3 separate regions of the Hordeum vulgare genome follow, and all the other regions are linked to region 3. Evidence: chromatin contacts called from public Hi-C data. All regions are on one chromosome and are shown on one strand. Each heading gives the region's core, a stretch centred on a gene start, on an enhancer-like site or on the middle of the called end of the contact. The rest is flanking DNA. Distances are from core to core; before and after follow the strand shown.

Region 1 (4,153 bases), core at 1,353-3,852, 430 kb after region 3:
CTCTAGCGTCGGTGGCAGTAACACCCATGGGTATCATGTTTCTATTGGGGCTCCACTATGGTTTCCTAACATGTCTTGAGGATTCGGGTGAAAACCCTTGTGTGGCCTATCAGACTTGATGACAATGATGTTTGCAACATGTCCGTCCAAGGGGTGTCATCAAGGAGCCGAGAAACCTTCTTGTCAAGCCACGACAACATCTTCAGGCGGACTTGGAACTTATCTTGAAGAATCCTTGATGATGACTAGGGATGGTCTGGATCCCTCTTATCCTTTAAACATGTCTCTATCGTCCGCGGTCTTCCTCTTCTCTCTTAATTGATGCTACTCCCTCAAAAGTGAGATGGCAAAGGTACTCTCCGAAAAATATTTTGGTAAGGGCGTCATAACGTTTCTCCAATAAGTGCGGCTTCATGATTCATCTTTAGCCACAGGTTTTTCTTTGTGCGGTCGATTATTCACGTACACATGTTTGTGAATTGTTTTTTCGTAGTCTTTGTGTTTGTGAGGTTCTTTCTCATGAGATGCTTTTGTAAGACGTTCTCCTTAATACCTTGGAGTATGGTTAATAGTATAGCTGGTTGCTCACGGTACGTTGTTGTCTTGTCATCCATAATCAATTGTATAGCCAACAAGTATAATACTCCTTCCGTCCCAAAAAAAGTGACTCAACTTTGTACTAACTTTGTATTAAACTTAATACAAAGTTGAGTCGCTTAACTTGGGACAAAGGGAGTAGTTACTTACAAATATATACTACCTCTGTTGTGGTTTGTTAGCCCCCCTCTTATTTTAGATCATATTTTGGCCACAATTGAACTAATAAAATGTAAGTTATATTCATAAAAATAACATAATTAAAGTTATATAAATTAAATAATATAATTCTTTGTCACATGCATTAATATTTTGTTAGTAAAGTATATGGTAAAATTTTAACTAAAATTACTACGACCCTTAATAAACACGGGTTACTATAGCTCTACTCTTAGAGCATGGTTAATAATACAGCCAACAATCGGCTATAAGGAGTTGACATGTCATATAGAGTCAACCTAATAGCCGGTATATACAATAATAAGTTTTAAATGTGTACTACTTTAGTAGTAGTTGGTCTACCTTACAATCTCGCAAAGTGTCTTGGGTCTCGTGTTGTATCTGGTTACTCACCAAAAGCCCGCTTCTCTTCTCTCTCCTCTTCTCTCTCCTCCAACTAAGCAAAGATATAATATTCTAATCCCTATAGCATGTTTATGTCATCTTATTATACATGTTCCTAGGCCACTTTCAATGAAGCGGTGCTAATATGAGGTGTGAAACACATTAAAAAATAAAAAATAAAGCCACCAATGGATGGTTACTTAACTTGTTGTATCTAACCATTTTATATTTAATGATTTAGCTACTAAAGTTCTTCATGCATTGGGCTTCTTTTTTAAGTATTTGCGTAGTTTTAGATCATTGATTTGAGGAATTAAATATACGGTACTACTACATGTCATGAAAACTATATCACTGGATTTGTATACGGATGTAGTTTCTAATTATTTTTTTCCACATATAATACATATTTAGACATACACGCTATCCTAGACTATGTTACTATCTACTCCCTCCGTCCGATGAAGAGTTTACATTTGGCTTAAAAAATTATTCATAAAAGAGTGTACTTTTCTCTTACCAATACACTTTAAAATGGGAGAAATGTTTCTCTCTCATCACCCGGTAATCAAGAACAATATATTTTACATATGGTCTCCTAAATTTCTACATTCACTTAGCTCATTGTGTCTTGGGTAATTAAAAAGTAGAGAGGTGATGACTTGCATCTTTTCAATATATTTTTTACTTTACTTCATAATTTGTCTTAAATTTTCTTCTCTTTCACCTAATTCAACAAAAATATAATACTTTAATCGTACTGAATGTACCCTATTATACTATATATTTGTTCTTAGGTTTGCACAAACAAAAGAGAAAGATTAAATCCACACAAAAGTTGTCCTAGGGAGCTACACCTATGGGGCACTTAGTCGCCTAGGAGTACGTGACAGTACAGGTTTCAGTTTCAAGTTCAACAGAGGACGATTTTAACCTACCCTAAAAGCTGACCACAAGGTGCCTAGATATCATCGACGGTGGGGATCGATGCAGGTTTTAAAACCCCGAAATCCACGGAATCCGCAACGAAGCATTATTTTACCCCTACGAGCCGAGCCACCAGATGGACCAAGTGGACGCTGGGAATCTCGACGACCCGTACAATTATACCAAGGGGCGCAAACCCCAGGCGGGCCCCGCGCAACATGCCTCCCTGGCCCCACCACACAGGCAGGTACGGACCGCCCCTCGTCATATCTCACGGGGTCGGATGCTCCCTCGCCATCCCAGACGGCGACACAACTGCTGACGTCATCCATGACAATTGCGCCCCCCCGCTGGCCCCACGCCACATCCCACCGCTCACACGTCGCGTCGCCCGTCCGATGATCGACACGTGGCCCTTAATCCCACGGTCAACCAGCCCCTCCTCCCCAACCTGCACGTGCGTCACATCCGCCCGTCGACACGCGTCGGCACCTTGGGGCTATATATACGAGCAGGTACGGGGAGCTCATGTTCCATTCCAAATCTTCCCCAAGAGCCGCCGCCGATAGTCGAGACAGCCGCCTCGCCTCCACTACAACCGATCGCGCGAGCGCCCGCCGCCCGTTCCTCCGAGCTCGCTCAAGCCAAGCCCCCGTTCGTGAATGGACCACGGCTTCGACGGCGCCCTCCAGCTGCCCCCGGGGTTCAGGTTCCACCCCACGGACGAGGAGCTGGTGATGTACTACCTCTGCCGCAAGTGCGGCGGCCTGCCCATCGCCGCGCCGGTGATCGCCGAGGTCGACCTGTACAAGCTGGAGCCGTGGAGGCTGCCGGAGAAGGCGGCGGGGGGAGGCCAGGACTCCAAGGAGTGGTACTTCTTCTCGCCGCGGGACCGCAAGTACCCCAACGGGTCGCGCCCGAACCGCGCCGCCGGGACGGGCTACTGGAAGGCCACGGGCGCCGATAAGCCCGTCGGCTCGCCCCGCCCCGTCGCCATCAAGAAGGCCCTCGTCTTCTACGCCGGCAAGCCACCCAAGGGCGTCAAGACCAACTGGATCATGCACGAGTACCGCCTCGCCGACGTCGACCGCTCCGCCGCCGCCCGCAAGAAGTCCAACAACGCGCTCAGGGTAACCACCTTTGTCAATCTGCGCTGATGCTTGTCTGCCTCGTTTAATCCCTTCCTCTTCTAGCATTAGCGAGAGGTTTACTTTGCATTTAGTAAAGAAATCGACCGGGAGATCTTTCTTGAAATAGCAACTTGTATTTTAGCTTTAGAAAAAGTCAATTGGCAGGTTAGGTTCGTGGCCATACGAAAAAAGAACAAGAGAAAAAGGGCCGGGGGTCCAACTCCAAGTTGCAGCACGCTCAAGTTGTCCCTTTCGTCACAGCCTGTAGTTTGCCAGCGACGTGCGGAAAGCAATTGCGGCGGTCGCATGGCGTCATGGCTCACGCACCACGGGATGGAGACAACGGCGCCAGCCCCATCGCCCGCCATCTCCTGTCCACGTACACGTACACTAGCTTTAGTTTTTTATTTGTTCTTCTAGCTCCATCGATCGCCATCGCTGATACTTTTTTCCTTCTTGATTGATCTTTGCAGCTGGATGACTGGGTGCTGTGCCGAATCTACAACAAGAAGGGCGTCATCGAGCGGTACGACACGGTGGAGTCCGACGTCGCCGATGTCAAGCCGGCGCCGGCGCCGGCTGCCAAGAACCCGCGGCAGGGACACTACGCTCCTGGGCCGGCAATGAAGGTCGAGCTCTCTGACTACGGGTTCTACCAGCAGCCGTCGCCGCCGGCGACGGAGATGCTCTGCTTCGACCGGTCCGGGTCGGCAGACAGGGACTCGAACCACTCCATGCCGCGCCTGCACACGGACTCCAGCTCCTCGGAGCGCGCGCTGTCCTCGCCCTCGCCCGACTTCCCTAGCGACATGGACTACGCGGAGAGCCAGCACGCGGCCGGCCTCGCCGGAGGCTGGCCAGGCGACGACTGGGGCGGCGTCATCGACGACGACGGGTTCGTCATCGACGGCTCGCTGATCTTCGACCCGCCGTCG
Region 2 (4,592 bases), core at 451-2,950, 350 kb after region 3:
AACAACATCTTCAGACCCAGCTTCAGCAGTCATGAGAGCAGGTTGATCATCACTTATATGCATAATTTCATCCTCAAAATCACTGCAGCTACTACTATCCTCACTGTCCTCCTCCCCATGGTACTCAACATAAACATCAGCCACTCTTCCAACACATACATACTCACCCATCTCAACACATTTCATGTCATTATTCAGAAATACAAATCCATCTGCCAAAGCTTTCGCAGGAATGAGAAAATATATCTTCATTGATTCTTTCAGCTGCACATGATCCTTCAAGTAACCTTTTACATCCTACAATGATAGCTTGTCCCTCTCGATTTCAGAATACTCCTCATCACCCCCAACATAATCTAGTTTCAGACCAATGCGGATGAACTCGCCTCCCACGTGAAATCTAACATTTAGAATCTCTATCTGGTCCATGGTTTAACTAAAAATAAACACAACCATATCACTCTTCTGCGATACTAATACCATATAAACAGAAGAATCGACTCCAAATCTAACAAAAACCCTTCTTTTCCGTCATAGAAAATTACAACTTTTCCCCTTATAAACCCTAACCCTAATGCTACGGACAGAGGCCTCAAGACGGTGGCCAGAAGAGGAGGATTTCAAGGACATACCTTTTCTCGTTACTCGTCGCAGATCGTCGTTTCGATCGTCGCCGCCGCGGTCGATCACCCGCCTGTCGCCATTCACGCCGGGAAAGCAGAGAAAAAGCAGGGGAGGCCTCCTCAACTTCTACCGTCATGGGCTCCTTCGACTGGAAGGGGTGCATAAGCCCGAGTACATGGTCTCTCTCACTGGGCCGGTCCAGCTGGCCCAAACATACCAACCAATTCCCTCACCCCCCCCTGCCCGCCTAACATGAAAAAAAGCAATCCTAGCTCCCTATTTGGGAAGGCCTCCAGAGTTTAATTTAGACCGGAATTCGAGAGTTGGGAGTGCTGATTTCAGGGACTTGGACTTGGGGGTCCAATTTCGCTAGCCTCTACGAGTTCAAGGTTCATTTTAAACTTTTTCCTATATGTAGGTATAAAGGGGAAACTGGACCAAATCAAGGTGGGGCGGCTGCCACACCTTGCCCACCGGAATCCTCCGCCATTGTGCGTTGTGTGTGTGTGCTACAGTGCGTTACTGCATGTATATGTACTGTTGCATATGTGTTACTATCGTTGTATGTGCTACTGCCCCGCATTGATATTATGTGTGCTACTGTCTCACACACACATATCATATGAGGGGCAAAATAGTCTTTTTAGATAACATTTAGGCATAAAATGATCAAAATATAATAAAAGACATGAGATTTAAACTCATTATAATATAGGAAAGAGAAAACTACTCATTGTTAAATAAGGAAAGAAAATTTAAGATAGTGTTAAATAAAAAACTGTTTCTTTTATCTAAGTATCTTTGTTTTGTATTTGAAGAAGCCTTAAACAAACTAGTGGTCTACATGCTGTACAAAGAGCGACAAGGGATATGTACACGCACGGTGGAGTTCCGTGGCCCACCAGCGCGGGCGCTTCGCCACCGGACGCGTGGGGCAACGATACGCAACGATGTGTGGCTCACCCGCACCTCGCGCCGGCGTCTCGCCGCACTGGGAAAGTCCAGCGCCGCGTGCAGAATTGCGGACTACCCGGACTCGCTCGACGGGAGACAGTTGGCCTCCGGTCCGGGGATGAGTGCATGGCGCACGGTGACGTGGCGTGGGCCACGTCATGTTCAAGCTGCCTTTTTGGCCACGGTGACTCCACGAGGCCCGTCTGCGATGAGCCAAAGGCGCGTTCCGGTCCACGTCGCCGGCCACGCGTGTGCGGCTCGCCCCGGCGGTCTCGCCCGGCCCCCCTACAGCGGTTGCTCGTGGGATATTCGCGGCTCGTCGCGATGATGCTCTGGTCAGGTCGACGTCGCTGACCGTACAGTTGGGTTGTGCGGGTGCGTCGTTGGCCACATGCATGGTCTTCAGTTCGTCACATGGGTCAATCTAGTTGCAGTGCTGCACCATCGCATCGCGGCAGTTTACGTGTCGCACACGCGAACATGCGCGATCTACACATGAATGGCCGTACGTGCATGCAACCTCGCATTATCGCACTCTGTTTTTAAATATTTGTGTTTTTATAGATTCAACTATGAATTACATATAAAATAAAAGGAATTAATCTGTATTTTAAATTATGTTTGTATACATCAGTATATAGTTTATAATAAAATTTTCAGAAAAATAAATATTTAGAAACAAATGAAGTATAAGTCTTCTAGAGATTCCACTATTGAATTACATACAAATGTATATAGACATATTTTTAAATATGAATTCATTTATTTTGCTTTGTATGTATTTTTATTAAAATGTCTAAAAAGATATATATTTAAAAATGAAAGGAATATATTGGTTCTGTACCGCTGCCTGCCTTATACCTACCGAAACATGCATTGGCTCTGTATATACCACCTCAGCTCAGGCAGGGACCACGCATGCCCGTACATCTCAACATCCACATTAGAGTAAGTACAATAGAGTTGAGTCAGCTGGCTATAACAAATAAACTAATATGTTTTTGTTTCGTTAGAGGAAAGAGAAGAGGAGAGAAGGTAAGCGCTAGCACGTGCTCCTAGGCATTTTGTGAGTATGAAAGGTGGACCACATAATAAAAAAGTAGTACACTTTTACAATGAACTATTGTGCATGTTGGCTATAAGATGGGTTATAGATAACATGACAATAGCTTATAGCGAGCAGCTGGCTATACTATTATACTTGCTCTTAATCATACGAGAGCAACCCCAACCGATTCACACGCGTTCTATCTGTTTTTATCCGTTTAGATCGTGTGCCCGTTCTTTTATGTTAGTTTTGAAGTTTGGGTCGATCAATGCGTTCAATGAAAAAGCATAAATATTATGTACATGTTCATGTTAGCATTTTGTCAAACCCCTCGGGAGTGAGCAGCTCGCTCCATCCCCGTAAGATCGCCTCTGCTTCGCCGCCCCGCCTCGCCGCCCCGCGCCCACACGGCCGCACGGGCATTGCCCATGCCCCGCCAGCTGGCCTCTGTGTCATCACCCTGTTTGTGCCCCGCCAGCTCGTTCTTGCCCATGCTCCCGCACAGCTCGCCCTATCCCCACGAGCTCGCCTTTGCGCATCTTGCCTCATCGCCTCGCAGCTCGTCTCACCACCTCACCGGCTCATGCCGATGCCTCGTCGGGTCGCGCCCGCCCGTGCCCCGCCAACTCCCGCCTGTCCATGCCCCACCAGGTCGCTCGGGTCGTGGAGGGAGGAGGAGCGGGTGATGAAGGCGCTGACAGCTGATGATGGTGCGAGGGCGACTGTGGAGGGAGTGAAGAAGAAGGGTGTCAGGCACGCTCCGCGCGTAAGGCCGGGGGTGAGCTCCGCGTCCTCGACGTCGCCCCAAGGACGCCATGCCCATGCTCTCGTCCTCTCACACCCACCACACGGGCCGCGTCGCGCGGGGGCTACGAGGTCGTCATCCTCGTCTCTGGCAGCCTCCAGTGGCACGACAATGATGGGCTCGGGTGGGTGGATGACATGTGGGGTAGGCGGGACATGCAACAGACGCACATGGACAAGGAGAACGCAGAAAACGTTCGTTCTGTGTCCTACAACCCAAACGTGGACCAAATTTGGTTGTAAAATGGGTCGATCTGGACAAGAGGCGGACTTGATTTGAAAATGGATCTTTATGTTGGATCATTATTTTTGTTTTTAATAACCAAAAAATATGATCAAACAACATAAATCATCTGATTGAAGTTGCTTGAAAGCTGCTACATACGACACAAGGCGTACGACTTCGGAATCATATGCAACACTTTTATATTAGAAGAAGGAGACAATAGATCAGTGTAGCGTGTAGGGTTATCGAAAACGGAGTAGTAGTAAATATATTTGAAAAATCAGTGGTCGAAATAAAAACTTGTAGTATACGACTATCTTATATACTCCCACGCACCTTTTATTTGACTTTTTCATTATTTTAAAATAAGAAAAAGTTCCAGAAATATAAGATGTTTCAAATTTTTGAATATAAACTGTATCTGGTTAAAATGAATGAACAAACATACTAAAACATGTCTATATAATTCCGATTCTTGAAAAATTTAGAACATTTGATATTTGTGAAGGGGGGGTGTTTTCTTTTGAAATTATGACTGAGTGATTTTTTTTCCTTTCTTATCTATTACGGCGGATTATAACAATATCTCACTAGTATATAAACAAAGTATTTGTCCACTTTTATGTTTATTTAACCAGTTACCTCTAGTTTTATGACTATTTACTATTTTCACAATAGACTATCAAATAAACATACGCGTGTAATATCCAAGGGACACTTCTTGTACATACATACTTCTTTTTAGGTACACCCTCGTCTTCACCCCTCCTTTATTGGAGTTGGACAAATCTTGTTATAGTTGACACTCAGGAAGCCATCATGTTAAGGCTTCATAGCACCAGCACATGAGAACATCAATCGTCGTTGATGAAGAAAACCACACACCGGAAAAATTCAACCTATAGACACACAAACACACATGAAGAAAGACATGAT
Region 3 (4,053 bases), core at 547-3,046:
TTGGTGGACATGTCGAGGTCCTACGACAAGAAGCCCACATGAGTGAACTAGCGGCATGTAAAAAAATATGCTTTCTCTGCTTCCATGCATTAAAAACAAACATTTTCAAAAAAAATATATCTCTGCTTAGTAATACACAAGGTGTGACTGTTGTTTTGTGTAACTGAACTCTTCACAAAGGTTTGCGGGGGCTGTTTGTGCGAGCCAGGGCTGGGCTTCAACGGGGGGTCGATGATGGTAACGACGACACCAACGGTCGTTATCTTCCTTGGTGGTGTTTTCGAACTTTCTTTTCACTAGCTACTCTCCCAGGCAGTGACCATGTTTTTTTTTGCGGGTGATGATCTAGCACAATCAAAATACTCATTGATTTTTTTTCATGGCACATGTGAAAGAGGAAGTAGTTCATCGATCTACATAGGAAGGAGCGACAAGCCACAAAACTATGGTGGTGTTTGTCCTTAACATTCTCAACCCACCTTCAAGAATCTACAATTAGAAACATTTATCGTCATCATCCTCAAACCTCCTCATCTCTGTAAAGATAATCTAGTGAAAAGAAACCGTCGAGGTTTTAAAAAATGTTCTTTTTTTTGCAAGAAATAAAAGCTATTACTTTTATAATCAAGAATAAACATATTCACCACCTTGTTTCTATGTTGCATGCTTGCCACTTTAATTTGGCGTACGAGTCATCTCCGGCAAGTATACCAAATCGGCTCGGGTATTAGTTGGCGGGTACTCGACCAAAACTCAAGGGTTGTCTTCGGGTGGGAGTTGTTGTGTGCCTAGTGGGCAATTTGGAATCGTCGGAACGACAATGTGGTTAACATATCCAATATGTTTTTCTTTGCAAATCATCTTTAAGGCGACATCGTGAATTCATACGTGGTCATTACTTTAGCATGTAGACTCCCAGGATGTATGACCTTTGGGTGCAACCATGATTTATTCAACAAGCTTGGCTGGCGAGTCATTAATATGTTATGTGCATCAGTCTTGTAATCTTTACTGTTCGGCTAGGCTGGTCATAGTGGAGAGTATCATATAGTAGTATCATGCATATGATACTATTGTACTCCATACTATCTTTATAATGCATAGTATCATAAACTAGTATCATAGATGACATCATATATTGACTTGCATGACACATAGTAGCATAACATTTAACATGTTACGGTATCTATCTAGTATGTTACTACGTACTGTAACCCTCTCTCTCTTTCTTTAATTGTCTGCCACATCAGTATACTAGTCCCAAGTACATGATACTACCTTAGTTACTCGTATTATGGTATGCCTTATGGTTGTAACCTTTATTTGATGTATATTGTCTACTTCAAACTTTTATTACTCCTATAAAAACAAATGTGTCCACCATGATGCAAAGACCAAAGTTAACGGTTACCCCCCTTTCAGAAAAGAGCATAGACCCGTTGCCATCCAATATTGCCCTGGATGACCACCTTTCTAGTATGCTTCGATGATGTTTGGCATGTTAATGCATTCCAGAAATAAATGATGAACTTTGAGGCATGCCAAGACCTGTGCTTCCTCCACACTTGCTCTAGACGAAAGAAAATTCTGGAATTAGAGAGGACACCGCGAGTATCTCAAAAGATGACGCGTGCATGCACGTCTTTGCATGCCCAGCCTCCATGTCTCTAAACTTCAGTCAAGTTCACTGCTCCTAGCTGCCATTTGGTACACTCGTCGCATATGCCAAGGTTGAGGGTTCACACGGCTCCCAGCCGTACAGCATCCCAAGGTGGTGGGGCCCGCGCGCATGCGGCGCCTCGTCGCCCCCCGCCGCGGCAACGAGGTAGCCCACATCCACATGCCCGCCCATCTTGTTATGTTATGGTAAACCCTCGATCGCGATCGCGTCGCCACATAATCTCGCCTTTCTTTATCCTTGCTTTGTCGCCGGCTGGTTCCCTTGTGTTGTCGCTGGAATCTTGGTACGTAGAGCACTGCCTTGGCCACCAAGGTCCCTCGTCGGTCCCGTCAACGGATTCCACCGCCGCTACTGCACCCCGGTTCAGAGTCAGACTCGAGTCACACGCCATTGTTTATGCTCATGCTCGACCCACCCAAGACTAGACTGGTGTGGTGAGTCTTTTTGAGGGAAATAAAGAACTGGGAGCCAAGCCACGCACGCATTCTTACTCGAGCCACGTAGATGAAAACTCGAGCGGTTCCCCGCGTAGATGAAAAACTCCGGGGGTTTCCCACGTATCTCACCCCCTACTTCACGTGCATCGGTGCATATGCAAACAATTATCCTATGGTCCCGGATATCAGTATGAGGGGATAGATATGAAATAAAACATCGTCTATGACTAAGTTGAATTTTTCCGAAGCAACGCTTTGGAAAAAGAATATGCGCCCTCTTAATACGGTCGTCATGTTCGGCCAAAGACGATCAAAACAAGGATTTTCATCCTAGATGTCAAGACCATAAGCGATGTTGTTTCAACCATCATCTTGAAAACGAATTTCCGAAAATCACGCCAATCTGTAGACCAACAAACCTATGTCCAAAAAAACTCCAACAACAATCCGCCCTTCTTGAGACGCAATAACAACAGTATTGGCAGGCCCGCATGCAAGTTGCGGCGAATGACCACGAGACAAACATATTAACGCGGTTATAAAACAAGCATTATTGGAAAAGGGTGCAGTGACGTCCACTCGAATGATTGATCTTTTCCACGGTACACAGCACCTTGCCATGAACCCGTCCACATCCCACCAGCGATCGATGGCATAGACAAGTCGACATATAGATGAGTGTTGCTTAGAAGATAAACACTTGTGCTGATTTGGTGGCAACAACGGCGGCATGATGCCACATCCATTACTATAATCTGAATGCTTAATGGTTACTCAATAGTATGTGGTACTTAGTTGCCGTGGTTTATTTCCTTATGAAACTTTTATTTTATGCGAGCTGACTGGATCGATGTACAGGAAAAGTTAAATTGATCCAGCCTGATGCAGATTCTTCGAAACCACGGCGCCCTAGCGCCACATACATTTATTTTAGTTTTGTTTCTGAGTATTGTTTAACTCAAAGGAGCTCTGGTCCTTGCTTGGTTTGGCTGTAATGATCAACCGAATCAGATAGTTAATCGATTAATTTAGTCGTACTAATTGCAGCTCGCAGGATTTGTTTGAAGTATATTTGCGGGTACGCGTCTAGTAAATGTCATGCATGATGCATACACATCAACATAGCGACCGGAATCTCCACGGATTCCAATTAATTTGAGTTGAATCCGTGGTTTTTCTAACACAAATAGACGGAATCAACCAGGTGCATAAGCAAAGTTCATAGCATTTTATAGACCTATTCTACATACGTTTTGCTGTAGTCCCTCACCATTGATTCTCACGGTAAAAAAAAACTTATCTGACTGCTTACTTAAAATAATGGAATTCATTGTACTCACTAGTCTCCATATAAGTTTTCTTCAAGATCAAAATATCTCCACTTTGCCAAACTTATAATAAAAATATCAAGAGAAATACTTCGGTACACCCCACTAAAAAAATGTAGAAGGACAAAAGAGTCATACGGTGAAAATCATATACCCATCTGGTATCGTAGATGTACATGCTTACCTCCGGCCGTACAAATACACATGCTTAAGAAGAAAAAATAGATCGAGCCCGGCGATCACGCAACTGTTGATGTGGATCGTCATGGGGTCTACTGACGTCCGCCCTCTAATCACCACAAGCTCCCACGCCATGTCCGCCGGCTGTAACCACCTCGAGCTCCGATCAATCTAGCCTGCAGCCTGGCGATCACGCGACTGCTGATCTGGATCGTCGCCGGGTCGCCTGACGTCCGCCGCCTCTAACCACCTTGAGCTCCCACGCAGCGTCTGCCGCCTCTAACCACCCCGAGCTCCCATGCCGCGTCCGCCACCTATAACCACCCTGAGCTCCCGACGATCACGTTGTTTTCGGCATCAACGCCGCGTCCGCCGCCTATAACCACTCCGAGCTCCCACGCCGCCCGTTCCAACACGTCGTGTCCCA

Evidence for each region. Hi-C and Micro-C count contacts between places; a contact is called where the count stands out from the background.
Region 1: a contact with region 3 is called in a Hi-C map of seedling, with 5 times the contacts expected there. The contact joins the promoter of LOC123447932 here to the enhancer-like site in region 3. A contact is called at or near these places in 1 of 6 Hi-C or Micro-C datasets (seedling) and 1 of 1 datasets of contacts at active chromatin or transcription factors (embryo).
Region 2: a Hi-C map of seedling shows a contact between it and region 3, with 5 times the contacts expected there. The contact joins two enhancer-like sites. A contact is called at or near these places in 2 of 6 Hi-C or Micro-C datasets (leaf and seedling).

What each region holds. Positions count from the first base shown.
Region 1 is chr4H:76,082,564-76,086,716 of MorexV3_pseudomolecules_assembly, forward strand. It overlaps LOC123447932 (NAC domain-containing protein 71-like), which reads left to right and starts at 2,603. Exons shown (of 2, transcript XM_045124666.1): 1 at 2,603-3,218; 2 at 3,692-4,153. The coding sequence starts at 2,751.
Region 2 is chr4H:76,002,346-76,006,937 of MorexV3_pseudomolecules_assembly, forward strand. No RefSeq gene overlaps it. Among protein-coding and RNA genes, the nearest start is that of LOC123447932, 81 kb to the right of the region's middle. Within about 2 kb of position 1,701, at least 3 of the 3 cell types and tissues checked have open chromatin away from gene starts, as enhancers often do. A contact at or near this core is called in leaf and seedling, where this site is marked.
Region 3 is chr4H:75,649,610-75,653,662 of MorexV3_pseudomolecules_assembly, forward strand. No RefSeq gene overlaps it. Among protein-coding and RNA genes, the nearest start is that of LOC123447931, 270 kb to the left of the region's middle. Within about 2 kb of position 1,797, at least 3 of the 3 cell types and tissues checked have open chromatin away from gene starts, as enhancers often do. A contact at or near this core is called in leaf and seedling, where this site is marked.